2 separate regions of the Zea mays genome follow, and region 2 is linked to region 1. A link is a contact called in public Hi-C data. All regions are on one chromosome and are shown on one strand. Each heading gives the region's core, a stretch centred on a gene start, on an enhancer-like site or on the middle of the called end of the contact. The rest is flanking DNA. Distances are from core to core; before and after follow the strand shown.

The links. Hi-C and Micro-C count contacts between places; a contact is called where the count stands out from the background.
Region 2: a Hi-C map of ear shows a contact between it and region 1, with 1.6 times the contacts expected there. The contact joins the enhancer-like site here to the promoter of LOC100857076 in region 1. A contact is called at or near these places in 2 of 25 Hi-C or Micro-C datasets (ear and an unstated tissue).

Annotation. Positions count from the first base shown.
Region 1 is chr10:29,057,705-29,063,201 of Zm-B73-REFERENCE-NAM-5.0, reverse strand. It overlaps LOC100857076, which reads right to left and starts at 3,782. Exons shown (of 2, transcript NM_001254930.1): 1 at 3,472-3,782; 2 at 1,337-2,291. The coding sequence starts at 3,761. The coding sequence ends at 1,364.
Region 2 is chr10:29,265,134-29,270,775 of Zm-B73-REFERENCE-NAM-5.0, reverse strand. No RefSeq gene overlaps it. Among protein-coding and RNA genes, the nearest start is that of LOC100857076, 210 kb to the right of the region's middle. Within about 2 kb of position 1,810, at least 17 of the 20 cell types and tissues checked have an H3K27ac peak or open chromatin away from gene starts, as enhancers often do. A contact at or near this core is called in ear, where this site is marked.

The sequences.
Region 1 (5,497 bases), core at 2,533-5,032:
ACTCGGCAAAAAATTATTTACCGAGTGTTACACTCGACGACCTAACACTCTCGGCAAAGACATCCTTTACCGAGGGTGGGACACTTGGCATCTACAGACACTCGGCAAAGATCCTTTTGTTGAGTGTCAAACTTTTATTTGCCGAGTACCGAGTGGCAATCGACAAAATCTTTGCCGAGTGCCGACAAAAAGTACTCGACAAAGAATTCGTTGTCGATGTGCAATTCACCAAGTTTTTTTTGCCGAGTATCACACTCGGCAAAGTCTTCGCCAAGTGTTTTCCAGGCTTTGTCGAGTGCTTCAGATACTTGGCAAAACAGTTATTTCCGATAGTGTGTATTGTAGATGGTAGGGGGGATTTATTGATTTGTCATTGCAAAGAAGCACATCCACTCTCTGTCACCATTCTTGTGTGCTGTAATTTGCACCTGTGTAGTAACGACCTCTGCCTCTGATTGCATTGCATCCAACATATAATACCTTGAGCAGTACCGACAGCGACTGTTCCTCCAACTGCATGCAGGCGGGCACATGCTGCTCGATGGATGCATCAGCGTCATGTATAATCATGTTCTCGCGGTCTCAGGCACAGTACTGCTGCACCTTTCCCGCCGGCCCCCAGGATCTATATTCACAAGCTCATCAATGTGACTTCATGTGCAAGGGAAGCAGTTGGTACATGAAAGGAAAGCAAAGGAACAAACACAAACCAAAAGGGATATAGCTTTACTACTAAGGAAAAAAATATGGATAAAGTTGAAGCATGCTACATTATATATATGTGTAGCTACGGTATTATTTTATACTCTCTCCGTTCCCAAATAGTATTTGTTTTAGCTATTAATTTTTATGTCTATATTGAAACAGATGATGATGATAAATCTAGACACATATATAAAATACATATATTAAATATTGTATGAATCCATATTAATTATGTAAAACAAATTTTAATTTGGTGCAGAGAGAGATTGAAGTATATTCTGCAACCCTTTGATTACATGTACAATATAAGCATCTTATATATGTGCTTATATGAGAGATTAAAAAAATATGTGAGATATATGACTTCTATATAGTATAGCTCAGGACTTGATTGAATTATTTGCATGGCATGAATGCCTTTAATTTGTATACAAGAGGATGAATAACCCAAAACATGTGTGGGATCGGACCAAAAAGTGAGGTGAAGTAGCTGTGGGAAGAGAAAAATCTTTTACATTGGATCCAATAGCAATGTCAAGGATGCAAAAATACTAATCTTGACGTATAAGTATATATGTATAGTTGTATATATATGCATGTATATATGTACTACTCCTTCCATTGATCGCCAGCTGGAGATGCAACACGGCCCTCCCAATCATTCAACTTGGAAATCAAGAAAAGGCAAGGATGACACATCTTTCATCAGCTCCTCCAGGTCCCACTCCCCATGCATGACATTCCTGCTCATGTACTGCTGGCGGGCCCCCTCCCAGTAGACATTATTGCTGCCACTGTTCACTTGGCTGATGGTGTTGGTGGTGTTGTCCTTGGTGGTGGTGTCTGTGACGTTGCTCTCATTGTTGCTCAGTGTCGTGGTAGTCGTAGTATCAGTAGTGTTGCTGCTGCTGTTGTTTTTAGGGTTGTTGTTACCACTTGATGCCATCAAGGTCTGGCCTTGGTCTTGCTCTAGCGCTGCTGACATGGGCTCTAACAGCAGAGGGGGCACACCAAGCATGCCTTCGCCAGATATGAAGCATCCACCGCTTCCTTCCAATGCCACCGTCGTCGTCGTCGTCGTCATTCCATGGTGACGAGGAGCGCTGCCGTAGTAATAACCACCACCGTGCAATGCGGCAACTTGGTGCTTGAACGCTGGCGCCGCGTGGCCATGAAAGAACCCTCCCGTGTCGGCCACAACACCACGGACCTGGTCAGGGAAGGGGACGAGACCTCCATAGCTCCCGCTGGCCACGGCCGCTGCCATCGTCGTCGTCGGCCTCTGAAACTGATGCATTGGCGAGGTCGACGAGGTACAAGAGGAGGATGAGTCCACCATCCACAAACCTGCAGTCGTCGTCGTCATTGCGTGGTGGTGGCCACCGTCCTGATGATCTAGGACGGAAAGATCCGGGCAGCTACCGGCGGCGGCGACCTTGTTATTAGGCTCCGGCGACGCGCAGTCCGTAGCTGCTGGTGACGAAGCTGCCGAGCTGTTCTTGAGCCGCTTCTTGATGGTGGAGTTCCAGAAGTTCTTGATCTCGTTGTCGGTGCGCCCCGGCAACCGGGCAGCAATCTGAGACCACCTGGAATATAATGTCGCAAGTGAGGGTTGATTTCACAGTAAGCAAACGATCGATCCAGGATCTTTCTGTCAGAGAGAAAGTGTCATGCGTACGTACGTACGTCCATTTTTTACATACATACATAAATTGCGCGTCAACATCACGCAGCTAGCTATATGTTTTGATATGCATATAACCGAAAAATGCATGCATGATGCTCAGTAAAGGAATTAACGGGCAGTATCGCTCGAGCTCGATCGGTGTCCTTTTGAGCGACTTTTAGCCTCTATCTAGGTTTTATCAGCCTCATGGACGAAATTTATTCATTTCATGGGAAATAACATCAAACACCACCCAAAAAATAAATCATGCACATATATATGGAATATTATTATTGAAAAATGATGTACTACGTACATGTACACATATATGCACTATTGACATATATTAGTTAGGTCACCGATATATTAATTACTAGCTAGCTTTTAGGTAAATATTCATGCTAATATAATGATGTTAAGTATGGGATCTACCTACGTAAAAACATGCATTTATCAACACCTAGAACAGAAACCAAATAAATAGTTCCTCGCTCCTATAACCTAGCTAAACATTGCACCTTATAGTCGTTAGTAATTTTTGTTTCGGTATATTATATTATATTCTTTTATCCCTTTTACCTCTGCTTGGGGGAATTTCCCTGGATTTTTGTCTTTAAAAAAAATCTTTGACATTAAGAAAAACATAAAACCTAGCGATCACAGTGAATTGCAACTAATTGATCTTCCTACGTGAGTCACAACGTTAACGTATGTGTCACTCATTGTAAGGATGATAGAGGCCCGTATTTTGGCCAGACACATTATAGTGACATGCAATAATTATACTTATAAAGCTATCTCGTCACTCGTTGAAAATTTTCTACTTCACAGGCGCGTGCCAATTTTCTGAGGGCGAGTGAAAACTTCATCTATGTAGGAAATCTGAATGTGAACAATGCAACTACATATGTAGGAGATCTCTAGGCTAGCCAATTCAAAATAGCAAATAAGTTTTTTGATCAACAAAGAACAAAATAAGTTTTAAAAATTGACTGCGAAATAATAAAAGTGTGCTTGCGAAGCGAGATAATCATCAACACCCATAAATTAAAACTCTCCATATATATACTGCAGGTACGTGTATGCTCGCGTATAGCTACCTGTTTCCCAGGATGGCGTGGAGGCTGACGATGAGCTCCTCCTCCTGCGGCGAGAAGGCGCCGCGCTTGAGGTCCGGCCGGAGGTAGTTGATCCACCGGAGGCGGCAGCTCTTGCCGCACCGCTGCAACCCGGCGTTCCGGGCCACATCGCTCCAAGAACCCTGTCCACTCCGCAGCATGTACGCCACCAGCCTCTCGTCCTCCTCCGGCGACCACAGCCCCTTCCGCAGCTTCGCGGCCGCCGCCCCCGCATTGCTGCTGTTCGCCGCTGGGCACTCCGGTTTCCTCATTGCCGTCCTATAGCTGGGTACGACGTACACGTTAGTTATTACCCAGCTAGATAGCTAGCTAGCTGCAGAGATATAGCTAGTGCCGCTAGGGAATGTGCATGTGGCGATCGATCTGGCTGAAAGCAGAGCGGTGTGTAGGTGTCGAGAAGATAACGAGGAAATGGACCTGAGTGTGTGTATATATATTTGATGATGATGATGTGTTCGAGCGTTGTATGGAGTGAGGTGAGGAACGATGAAGGAAGACGAGAGAGAGAGCAGCGAGGCGGGAGGAGGGTGCAGGAGAGAGAGGACATGATGGTGATGGTGATGTGGGTGTGTGTGTGCTTTGCTTAAAATTTGGACAATGAGGAGAGCTGCAGGAAGATCGACAAACAGCGAAATTGCTAGGCTCACACGCCCTCCGCAGTTTTGGAGTTTCGCTTTGGCTTGGGTGCTAGTATTATTGCTCAACTTTCATCTGTTCCAATCAGTGTTCACAATTTCGTTTAGGGTAAACCGAATTTCGTTTTGTTAACCAAAATTTGACTCTTGTAATTTTATACTTTGAATCGGAATCTAGTTTAAACCGGTCCAAAATTCCTTTTTCGCTTAGTAGCGAAAACAAAAAAAATGACCTAGTTTCGGTGATTTCGGAGCGAGAAATTAAACGCTGGTTCCAATTCAGGTTTCAGCACCAATTTAAATTCCTAATAAATAAATAAAACTCACTTTTAATGTGCCGCAATAAACTCATTAGAGGATCATAACTCACAATTTGATATCAGCCCTCTCTAGCACACCAACATATATGCATGGTATGGCGTATTCGGTATGCCCATCTCCTCTTTTCTGTGGCTGCCTCGCCGATGTTGAGGAGTGAGACTCTTCTTCATCTAGTCTAGTCGTAGTAGTTAGAGTTTAGATTAAATAAATTATGCCATATACGCTAATGAATGACATCGTCTTTGTCAATTCCTTGTTATGTCTTCTTTCTTGTAGACAATTCCAATATGAATCTCTATCTAAGCATTCAGTCCACATATTTTCCATAACATTTCTTTTGTAGGATTGATGACATTACTAAGGGGTGAAAACGGTCGGTAAACACTAAAATCATTTCCATTTTCATATTTTTCTTTCGGAAATAAAATCGAAAACGATAACTCAGGAAACGGAAACGACAGCGGTAATTCAGAAACATCGAAAACGAAAGTTCGATACAAAAAACACATCGGTTACGGTCGGGATATAAAATACACCGGTAAAAATCGTAACATGTAACCTCAGTTGACTTAAAAATTCACACAAGTCATAAAGTTTGTAATAATATTTAAATATTCACAAGTTCATAAAGATAAAAGCATACACTACCGGAATCCGAGGCTTTGCCGAGTGTTGCATTCTTTGCCGAGTGCATTTTGTCGGGCACTCGGCAAAGACGGCTTTGCCGAGTGCCGCACTCGGTAAAGTTAGGCTCTCGGCACAGAGCCCCTTTACCGAGTGCTGAACACTCGGCACAGTACGACACTCGGCAACGACAAGTTTGCCGAGTGTCCAACGCTCGGCAAAGAGGGCTCTCGGCAAAGGGCCGTCAACGGCCGTCCCAAAGCTGACGGCCGTCAGTCTTTGCCGAGAGCCAAAGTCTGGCACTCGGCAAAGAGGCTTCTTTGCCGAGTGTCTAACAGCTAGCACTCGGCAAAGCTGCCTTTGCCGAGTGTCATCTTTAGACACTCGGCAAAGTATATTTTTATTTT
Region 2 (5,642 bases), core at 561-3,060, 210 kb before region 1:
ACGCATCTGAACATTAACCAAATTTATATTACATTAATACCTTCATCTTGTTCGAAGGTGTAGATGCGAGAGCTATTACAATTCAGCGTGAACAGTACGAGGCTACTGTTCACCTATTTATAGGCACGTGACGCAACCTGGGTAAAAGTACATTTATAACCTTAACATTTGTTCGTAATTGTAACATAAATCACTAGGGAGTAGCTAGCCTTTTCCTCCTCGGCTTGGGCTAAGCCAAAGTTGTCGTTCTTCGGTGGTAGCTTCGGTAATCGCCGTCGTTGCTTCCAGACAAGATATTCGTCTCGAGGACCTTCGGTAGAGAGAGAGAGAGTCCTCAAAATCACTTTTCCGATGATGTCTTTGTCTTGAGGACCATCGGCAGAGATAAGACCCTCAACAGATGGTGCCTCATTTAATCACTCCACATAAAATAATCTTCACCATCAATGTATGGTGGTTTACCTGAGGAAACAGAAAGTAAAGGAGCACGTTTAGAAATACGAGGATACGAAGGGGGATCTTTGTAATACCCAAAAACTTAACTTGTGACTTAAGGAAATCCGTTGGAGAAAAAAAAACAATCAAAATAAGTACCCTTGATGAATAATTGAACTTTAGAATTCACCCTTTCTAGAGTAAATAAACATAATAGAATAATATTTGCTAAATCATATACTAATAAAAATTGGGCATTGGAAAATGTTTTCTATCAAAACAAATGGATATGAACTTGTGAATATACTTGTAATATAACTACACATTCAAAATAATGTTTTACTAACAAATAATATGTGTGTTTTGCATAGTTACAACAAGTGTGTAAGAAAATGAGTAAAGTAATTAATATAAATATACCTCTTGCATCATTGGGGTTTTTGAATGAGTATTTTACTTAAATTTGAAAATTCAAAACCAGAATCAAATTTAAATTCGAAATTGAGATAGAAAATAGAGAATAGAAAGGGGAAAAGAAAAAGAAAAAGAAAAAGAAAAGGAAGCCACTTGGGCCGCTTCTCCAACTTTCAGCCCACCAACCGTTGGCTAGCGTGCGCGCCTGCGGGCCCAAACACGGCCACTTCCCAGCCGTGGCGCGCCCGACACTGCCTTGTGGGGCCCAGACGTCGGTCACTTTGCGCGCGGTGCCGTCTGGCTGTCACGCGGACCCCGGTGGTCAACAGTTTCTTCCTTAGGTGTACCGGCGCGCGAGAATGCCGCTGCGCGAGTCTCGGTTGGGGTTTGTTTGGCACCTCTCCTTCCAATCCATCATTGCTGGCGCAATAGGATCACGACGACCGCACGGTGAATGTGGATTTGACCCAGCCGAACGCCCCACGTGGGCTCTACCCTAGCATTATAAAACCGGGGGTTGCCATGACCGCCACACAAGAAGCTCAAACGCGTCGGCGTACGAAGCTTGGGAATTATACCTGGAGCTTCGCCATCGACCAAGGAATACGGGCGTGGCATCATCGGCCAAGAACTCGGCCTGTACGGGCCGGAATTCGTCGTTGGTGCTCTCCTCCATCGCAGATCCGCCTTCCGTCGTGAGCCGGGTAGAACGCCGTCATGGGGTGGGTATCTTCTCTGGTTGCCGTCTTCGCTGTACGTAGGGCCGTTCAACTAGAGGTTAGGGCGAGGTAGGGCCGTAGGGTCGACCCCGGGGGGGCTCCTGTCATGTCCGCCGTTGTGAGGGGTTTGGGCGGCGTGCAGTTCGCATTCTGGCTGGGGGAGGAAGATAAGCTCCTAGCCGTTGATCGTCTGGCGTAGGGCTGAGATTAGAAGGGCCTCATACCGATTCGCTCATTATATCGCGGCCATAGATTGGGTGTTGATCGGTCCTGATGAACTCCTGCCGGTGGGCGTCGATCTCACATGGAGCGGCTCTGATTAGCACACGAACATATCTATTCGCAGTCGTTGGTTGTTGAAATGAACCTGCAGTCCGGAATATTGATAAGACCATTGCGCTGTGGCCCTGAATTTTGTAGAATAGACCCTGGGAAACTCCAGATTAGTGCCCGCAGCCCATATAGTGAATAAATGAGATGAATTAATACAGAAAATAATTTTTAGTATAGAAATAATTCCAGATATTTGTTTAATTCATAAGTAATTCATTTTGACTCTTTTTGACCCATTCCAATTGCATTAATCTCTAGTAATATTCTTCATCATCTAGTAACCATGTATTACCATAAAACCTGTGGTTAAAATCTTGTACCTCATTTGTTTTATAATATACACTTAAATCTTCGGAAAATCATAACTTAATCACAGTAACTCCGAATTTAGTGGTTCTCGAGAATCTCGTTACGATGCGAATATTAATATGCAGTTTGTGCTTATGTTTGGTGTGATGTTAATTTTTCCTATACCATGTTGGTTTGAATTGCTACGAATAGCAGCGAGGCCACGAGAATCGAAAGATCATCCTAGTACCTGAGATCTCAAGTCTAATGCAAGTTGTGCCCTTGATCACTCCTTTTACCTAATAATGTTCGTTGTTAATCATTGTGACATGCTCAGGTTAATTCGACGGGACCTAATAGGTTTCCATAGTATTGTTTATCCCCACCTTGCAAATAGATGAATTATTGGGTAGATTTGCTATTGCTCTACCTGGTCTTGGGAAACTAATGTTTTATTATGATCATGTTCCAATTATGTTGCTGTTTAATTATTGTTCATGATAAGATCATATTGTTAACTGGAACATGGAGAACCACCCGGGACAACAGTGCTACCATAAGGGTGGAATGGTACGCCCTTGGCCAAGTAATTAGGAAAGCTAGGGAGAGATTACCTTACTCGGTTAGGGGCAAGCGGGGAGGCGCCGTTGTAGAGTATAGGGAGGTCCTCGGGTCGAACTATCTGTAAGCTTTTCGGACGACAGATTCCTATGCTTCCTTCTTCCTAAATCCGTAGCGGGTTTTCTCGAACTAGTGGAACTTTGGAAAGGCCTCATAGTGCTACCCTGCCTCGCTTCCTTGGTAGAGGTGTATGGGGTCTATACAACCCCGTGACAAATGGGTAACACGACTTGTGGGTAAAGATGTGCAACCTCTGCAGAGTGTAAAACTGGTATATCAGCCGTGTTCACGGTCATGAGCGGCTCGAACAATCACATGATTAACTTATGAAGTTAAACTCAATTTGTCATTTGCATTGCATTGTGGTTGTTGTTATTAATCTTGATCTCTTATTTAATTGGGTTGGTATCTATTTATACCTAGTAACTGATAATAAAATTTTGACCAACTTTCCCAACTTTAAAAGCAATGCTCAGCTTTAACCATCTTCTTTGGTAAGCCTTACACTTCACATGAGCTCGCACCTTTGGTGAGTTCATGCACATTATTCCCCACAACTTGTTGAGCGATGAACGTATGTGAGTTCACCCTTGTTGTACTCACATCCCCCCAGGTCAAGAACAGGTACACCAGGATAAGGCACATGATGGATGTTGTGATGAGTTCGTGAGTGGTCTAGGCTGTCGTCTCCTAGTAAACTTTGGTTGTTGGATCGTTGTCTTCATATGATGTAATTATTTAACTATTTTTTACAGAAATCTGTTATATATTAATGATGTGACATTCGTTTCTGTACCATGAGTCATCATATGTGTGAGACTTGATCCTAGCACACTTGATGATTATTTCACGCCCGGGTTTTGGACCCTTAAAATCAGGGTGTGACAATCTTACTATACTTCTTAAGCTCTTGGTGCTTTGAAGATGTCGACTCGACGTCGGAATTTGAGGGCGTGGATGAGTCGGTCTCATAGTAGACCACCTTCTTCATCTTCTTTTTCTTCTTGTCACCCTTCTTGTGTGATTTGATGGAGCTGGCAGATTCTTCCTTGTCCTCCTTGTGTTTGTCACTGGCCTCCTTTGACATAGTCTTGCCTTCATTCTTCTTCCCCAAAGATCTGGGATTTTCCCTGATGATCAACTCCTTTTTGGCGTGTTCTCCCGACATCACTTCGAGTTGTTAGACTCTAATGAAGTACCAAGCTTTGATACCAATTGAAAGTCGCCTAGAGGGGTGAATAGGCGAAAACTATAAATTATAAACTTTGAACACGAACTTCACCCGGGGTTAGGATTAGAAACAAGTAATAATGAATATGGAGTGCGGGAGAGAGTTCTTCTTGCTATGAGTTGCTCAATCAATGCGGATAACTTTGGGAGCAACTCAAAAGATTGAGAGCAAGAGAACTTAGAGAGAGGGGAGAGGAAGAATCAAATCATAGGATAATGATCAACACAAATGAACACAACGATTTGTTTCCCGAGGTTCAGTTCTGAAGAACTTCCTCCCCATTGAGGAGGCCACAGAGGCTGGGTCCTTTTCAACCCTTCCCTCTCTCAAACGATCACTTAGACCGGTTGAGTGCTTCTTCTTAATCTCAAGGATCACTAAGACCCCACAAGGATCACCACACACTTAGGTGTCTCTTGCTAGCTTTACAAGTCACTAGAGTGTTTAGAAGGAGATGAAGAAAGCACGATTAAAAAGCCAAGCAACAAGAGCAACAAACGAAACACGAATCACACTCTCTCAAGTCACTAGTTAGTAATGATCACTTGTCTCAATTGTGGCACTTGGAGAGGTTTGGAAGCTTTGAATGTTTCTTGGAATGGATTGATTGCTCTTGTATTGAATGTGTGTGAGTAGAATGCTTGGGTGAGTTGAATGGAGGTGGTTGGGGTTTTATTTATAGCCACTAACCACTTCCTAGCCGTTGCCCTTGTTTTGCCAACCGCGGACGTTCCACACCCTGGTCCGGATGGTCCGCCCCTACACATCAACGGCTGAAATCGCAATGGTCAGTACTAACGATCAACGGCTACAAGTGCATGAAATGTGTCATAAGATATCAGATAAAGCAGTCGCAGACGGTCCAGCCGTGCACCCAGAACGGTCCGCGAGGACACTAAAAATGCATTTTACTGAACCCGTCACCTTCGGGTTTTTCTGGTTTTTCAACGGGCGGATGGTCCGCACCTGAGGCCGGACGGTCCGAGCTTGATCCCGGACGGTGCTCTCTTTTCCTTCAGATAGTCCACAGTGTAAATGCGTGATTTGCATAGTTCCTATCCGAGGCTCACCTTGGTGTCACGGACGGTCCTCCGGAAGGGCCCGGACGATCCGTGCATAGGTGAATTTCCAAAAAGCTTCTCCTATCCAGAATAATCTATGATATTCCGGACATTCGATTTAGAATTGATGTAGATGAACTTATGCACCTAAGAAATGATCAACTAGGCAAACTAGTTAGTCCATAAGATTTGTGATGGTCATCAAGCACAAAAATCAATTATAAAAAATGGTTAAGACCATTTCCCTTTCAGAGTGTGCTAAGGCGCTTGGATAGGACAGAGGGTGGATAGAAGGGCGTGATTGTGCGAGCAGAGCCTTGGCGACAATGACAGACTATGGCGTGTGTTCTCAGGTGGACGACTAGTGATGAGGGTGAACAGGAGCAAGTGTGTGAGGCGAGGAGAGGCAGGAGTGGTCTCGAGCATGATTTAAATAGGTGTGGACGCGATGTGGTGGTCGACCATGGCGCGCTGGTCGCGAGGGCGCGACCAGTGCGTGTGCTCGACCTGCACATGACATTGAGCGTGTGGCACCGTGCC